2 separate regions of the Mus musculus genome follow, and region 2 is linked to region 1. A link is a contact called in public HiChIP or PLAC-seq data. All regions are on one chromosome and are shown on one strand. The core of a region is the stretch at or near the end of the contact, and the rest is flanking DNA. Distances in the headings are between cores, read along the strand shown.

Region 1 (2,700 bases), core at 57-2,556:
GCCCACCCGGGCAGCATGGAGAGTGCACGGCAGTTCCCCCGGTTCCCCGCATCTGTCCGCCTAGAGCCCCGGAGCTCTGGTGGGACGTGGGTCATTTCTCCCATCCCCTTTATTTCCCCACGACTGGCGCCCGACAATGGTGTAATTTTCTGAAAGGATGAAAATTATAATATCTGAATTGGACTTTTAATCACATATGGAAGACATTAAATGATACATACGCTGTGGGTATTAAATTTATATCACCTAGGTATTATCCTGTGAAGACATTAGTCAGGCAGCCTGAAGTCAAATGGTAGTTTTACCCACAACTCTGTGACCTTAGGAGAGTTACTTCATTCTGTGGTGCCTTGGTTTCATCATCCATTAATAGTGACAATAATGAGATTTTTTCTCAAGTATTTGGGAAGTATTCTATAAGAAAGTACTTGATCTTAGCTATGACTGCCACTGTTCTCAATAATCCCAAATTCACTAGTGGTGCCATCTTATATTTTCATAAAATTCAAGAAATAACTCTTGGGCTGGTGAGATGACTCAGCAGGTAAGAGTACTGACTGCTCTTCTGAAGGGCCTGAGTTCAAATTCGAGCAACCACATGGTGGCTCACAACCACTTGTAATGAGATCTAACGCCCTCTTCTGGGGTGTCTGAAGACAGCTATAGTGTACTTATGGATAATAATAAATCTTTTAAAAAAGAAAAAAGAAATAACTCTATTCTGTAAGAAGTTTAATTCTTAATGCAAACACACACTGCCAAAGTCTATGCTAAACACAGTGCCTTATAAACACTATAGGCAATTAGCAACTTGAGAGATGGGGTCTCTAGCCTTGGAAGCTCTGTGTACCCAAGGATGACCTAGAAGTCATGACCCTCCTGTCTCTACCTTCCAAATACTGGGATTCCATGCATGTGCCTCCATGCTTGCCTGTAACAGAATTTTATGAACTTAAATGTGTCTATGTCCCTGAACTATGGGAGAGCATGCCACACTGTGAAAAATAAAGCTACCAGCATGACAAAGCAGATCACCGGTCTATTTCTGACTAGATCGTTTCCAGATCACTGAATTCCAGTTCTAAAGTCCTTGTAGAAGTCATTGTAGAAATGGCTTTTAGTTTGACTAAAGGTTGTCGGGTGTGTAATCACCTCTGTAAACAGGAGAAAGGACCAGCAATGAGCAGGTAAACTGAGTCCAACCCTTGGGTTTACAGCTCAAGTGAGCCTGGTGCATAACAGGTGCTGGGAAAGGTCTGCACTGCCACAGAAAGGGACACTGCCACCTAGTGAGAACTCAGGCTCATTACCTGGGGTTAGCAATTTTAAGAGGTTGCCAAACAGACTTGACTCTACTTAACATACACAGTCATGTATGTCAGCATTCAGGCTAGGTGCTGATAATAAACAAATAAACAAGCCTACATCTTTGCTTCCTACAAGGTATAAAAATTCCACAAAAATTACATATTCCAGAGAAACTGATACTATAGAGAAAAGTTTTACCATTTGAAACCTAATATAGCAGGTCGTTTGCTAATAAATTTAGAAGGCAAATAAGAGTATAAATTTTGGCTGAGCGATAGTGGTGTATGCCTTTGATCTTAGACAGAGGCAGGTGGATCTTTGAGTTCCAGGGTAGACTGACCTATGGAGTGAGTTCCAAGATAGCCAGGGCTACAAAGAGAAGCCCTGCCTCAAATAAACAAAACAAAACAAAACACAAACAAACAAAACATAAACCAGTTCTCAGTGATTCAACTCCTAGATCCTGTAAAACTGTAAAAACACTTATGTCATAAAACCATAGTGAAAAATTTTAAACAGATATATTCATAGTGTTAATACATAGTGCTGTTAGGTACTAATAATTCTTAAATGTGCAAAAACATCCTAGAGACATAAGTAGACAAACACTGTTTAATAACAGAATATTTATTGCTAACGCCTGGCTTCATGGAGTTAATTCAGCAGAAACCGTTTCTCTGAGATGTACTTTGTTGTGGGAACCCTCGATGCACATTATTTGTGGTACGCGGTGACTAAACTTTGTATTACTAGATGATTAACCCTTTCAAAATCAGACAAATAAAACTGCCTTCTGAAAGTAAAAATTACACTTCTTACAAAAAAAAAGCAAAACTTCAGTAGAACGAGGGACTCAAAGACCACAAGCTGAACATGCGCTCAGCAGGAGAGACCCTTGCTGACTCTCACAGATTCTGCTGGGACGGAAAGACGGCTGATACATTTAGCTACCACTGTGGTCTCGCTTGGAGCTGATTTAACTTACAAAAAAAAAAAAAAAAAGAACTTGCTTCTTTTTCCTTGAATATTTCAGAAGCTATTTTAAAAGTAACTTAGCTGTTCTGTTTCTTTTGAACTTTTTATCATTAAAACTCAGTAAAACCACATGTGAACTTCATTCTGAGAAAACACAGTTTGAGCAAAATATCCATGTGTTAAAAAAATATAGGGCAAAACTGTAATAGGTTAATTAAACATTAAAAATTTTAGTAAAAAACTAATGATTATTTGAACTACTGATTGTAGCCTATATTCAATGAGTAAAACACTCAGAGACTAAAATAACTCTCATTTGTTTTGTACCTATACCACTAAAAAGAGTTGTGCCAGATTTTAGATGTCTTGAAGTTATCTTACTTCTTCCTAAGCTTCCCCTTTTTAAAAATAGGCGAC
Region 2 (2,879 bases), core at 208-2,707, 120 kb before region 1:
CCTGAAATTGTGTGCAAAGTTATGTGTGGCTTGGGTGACTCAGTAATTCACTACTGTGGTAACATGGCTGAGAGAACCCAAGGGGACAAAGCTCATCTTGGTGCCTGCTTTAAAGGGTTTTAGTCCAAAGTTGATCAGCTCTGTTGCTTTGGGCCTAGAGCAAGCAGAAAATTACTGAGCAGGAGTGTGTGGAAGGGGCTGTTCGTCTTGTAGCAGTCAGGAACCACAGTGCAAGAACAGCCTGGAACAACTAGATGAAGTAGTCGGGACAAGGCATGGCTTCCCATGATTCTTTACTACTTCCTTTAACCACACCCTCTCTACCCTCCACCTTCCACCCCACACCTGCTACCTTCTAACGTTCATGTCATCTCCCAATAGTTCAAATTATGAATCCATCAGTAAATTGTTCCATTGATGAGATCAGGAGCCAATCAGTCCCCAAAGCTGATCAATTGGTAACCAAGCCTTGAACTGAAGAGTCGTGAGGTGGGGGACTTTATATCTTAACCACAATGCTGTCTGTAGGTCAGTGTTCTGTTCTGTTTTCCCATGAAATGGCCAAAAGCATTTGCGATCTTTGGTCCTAACTCCATTAGGGTTTTCTAGAATGCAATAACAGGAATCTAACTATCTTGACCACATTTTCGGAAGAGTAGGAGAGGAGATAGCCTCAAAGACACCTGGAGGCAGAGCCTGCAGCACCATCAGGGTTGTCTGTGCTTCAGTCTGTAAGTCCAGCCATCTCTGGCTTCTAAACCATCAGCAGCTGCAGACCTCTGTCCTGGTAAGGTTCTGTCTCATAGCTCTAGGCACTCAGCTCAGGAAGCCAGGCTCAGGAAGCCAGGCTCAGCCACTGTTGGTTTGGGTCACATTCCCTTGAAGCAAAGCCTGTGATGAGGCTATATGTGCAAATGTGTAGTATAAAGAAAGGCTGTCAGGAAGAAGGAAATGGAAGGGATGCAGGGGGGATAAGGAAGGGAGATGCTAAGTAACATAGGACTTTTTTTTTTTTTTTAAATCCCATACTTGGTTGGATTCTGCAAGAGAGTTCTAAAGTGTTAATAGTGTGCTGAGTTTCTCCAAACAAAGGCAACTTTGTTGGGCTTCTGAACTCCCAGACCAACCACTGGCTAATGACCAAACTGAGAAGTGTAAGTAGCTGGTACTTTTGACTCTCTGGCTTCAGGTGACACATAAAGGAAAATGACTCAAGTAGTCTAAGACAGGCTCATGGAAGTCATGGGTGTAAGCTCTCAGATGCTCAGTGCTTCAAGGCTGATGAAGGCACAGTATTCAGACCCAGTACCCCCAGAGGATTAAAAGACCAAGAATGTCACTAACATAATTTTCAGGATCAAACTCTATGATCAGTATCCACAAAACTTGGGTTGCTACACACCCCTTGCCGAGTGCTCTTGACTAGTCAACTGTGACCAAAGTGGTGAGCTTGCTTATGCAAATGATGACAGTTACTACCAACTAGGTCAGTGATAGAAGGGAAGAGAAGTTCCCCACAAATGGATATGGTGGCTAGCTGACCTACAAAAATGCATTTTAACTGTTTCCCAAAGAAGCATTTTCAAAGCAAACCAACGAACAGCATTGATGGCTGGGAGGCAGGATTAGAAAGAACCAAGTTCTTTATGTTACCTGTTCTTTTAAATGTTCACTCATGGAGATGCTGTCTATAAAAGCATTCATAGTGGGAATAAATTCTAAAGAATTTCAGAAAGTGTGGATAGAATATATTTGAACACTGAGCAATGTTTGTGCACAAGAAACTTGTTTGACACACTATTCTGTTTATCTGGAATTGGATTTCAGAAAACAGAATATACTTTAATATTTTTGTTGAAAATTCTTGATTCCTTGAGAGTGGCATGTGTCTTTCTGATTTAAAAAAAAAGTTAAGTGAAAAATATGGCAATAGCAAGTATTATTATCACTGCACAGTTGGTTCCAAAAGGGAGCATGCTTCCAAAAAAATTATTTTACAGGACCTTTCTTCAACTCACTCAAAGCTATGCACTGAAGAAATAGCAGGACAAGCATCATCAAGAACTGGTGTGGAGACCTACACAGCCTTCCGAACACAAGTCACTGGAGAGATGCTTTGGTGAATTGATGCAAACTGCACAGAATCATAAAAGCTTGCTGCCGCCGGGCGGTGGTGGCGCATGCCTTTAATCCTAGCACTTGGGAGACAGAGGCAGTGGATTTCTGAGTTCGAGGCCAGCCTGGTCTACAGAGTGAGTTCCAGGACAGCCAGGGCTACACAGAGAAACCCTGTCTCGAAAAACCAAAAAAAAAAAAAAAAAAAAAAGCTTGCTGCCCATTGACAGAATGTACAGCTAGACCCATAGTGCTGCTGCCACTACCAGGAGGAAGCAAAGTCCAGCGGTGCTCCCAAGATCACTGCAGAGTCCAGCGGTGCTCCCAAGACCACTGCAGAGTCCAGCGGTGCTCCCAAGACCACCACAGTCTGTTTCCTCAAGCTGCTCTTTGCTTCTGTGTTTCCTAACATTTTTCCTCCATTAAAGAGTAAACTTGGACCTGTATCTTGATATTTCCCTTAGACATGGAGTGAGTCTTTCCCTTGCCTATAGTTTGTGACAGCTTTTGAGTTCAGGCTTCAGGCTGTTCAGCATGACTCAGGATATTTGCTACTAATCATTTGCTACCTGTCCCAGGAAGCTCAAGAAAGGGTCTTTCAAATGAAAGCAAGGTCATCAAACCCCAAGAGGATGCTTTCAACTTGGATGATATGCTTTCAAGTTATACTTAGAAGAAAGAAGAGGCAAAGACATCAAAGAATATTCTAGAAAATAAAGAGCTAAAAAGAAAGCTAGCACTGCCCTATACCTTAGCATATTCCA

Evidence for each region. HiChIP or PLAC-seq counts read pairs in DNA pulled down with a chosen protein or histone mark.
Region 2: a BATF HiChIP or PLAC-seq map of CD8 T cells shows a contact between it and region 1, with 6 read pairs. The contact joins two enhancer-like sites. A contact is called at or near these places in 2 of 15 datasets of contacts at CTCF or cohesin (large pre-B cells and pro-B cells), 12 of 484 Hi-C or Micro-C datasets (the C10 cell line, DN3 thymocytes, the G1E-ER4 cell line and 8 more), 5 of 115 datasets of contacts at active chromatin or transcription factors (CD8 T cells, the HPC-7 cell line, T-cell acute lymphoblastic leukemia and 2 more) and 1 of 9 other capture datasets (adipose tissue).

The regions. Positions count from the first base shown.
Region 1 is chr10:20,991,432-20,994,131 of GRCm38.p6, reverse strand. The region is part of intron 15 of Ahi1 (Abelson helper integration site 1); the gene reads right to left. Among named protein-coding and RNA genes, the nearest start is that of Ahi1, 40 kb to the right of the region's middle. Within about 2 kb of position 1,306, at least 24 of the 459 cell types and tissues checked have an H3K27ac peak or open chromatin away from gene starts, as enhancers often do. A contact at or near this core is called in pro-B cells, where this site is marked.
Region 2 is chr10:21,111,454-21,114,332 of GRCm38.p6, reverse strand. No RefSeq gene overlaps it. Among named protein-coding and RNA genes, the nearest start is that of Myb, 48 kb to the left of the region's middle. Within about 2 kb of position 1,457, at least 15 of the 459 cell types and tissues checked have an H3K27ac peak or open chromatin away from gene starts, as enhancers often do. A contact at or near this core is called in pro-B cells, where this site is marked.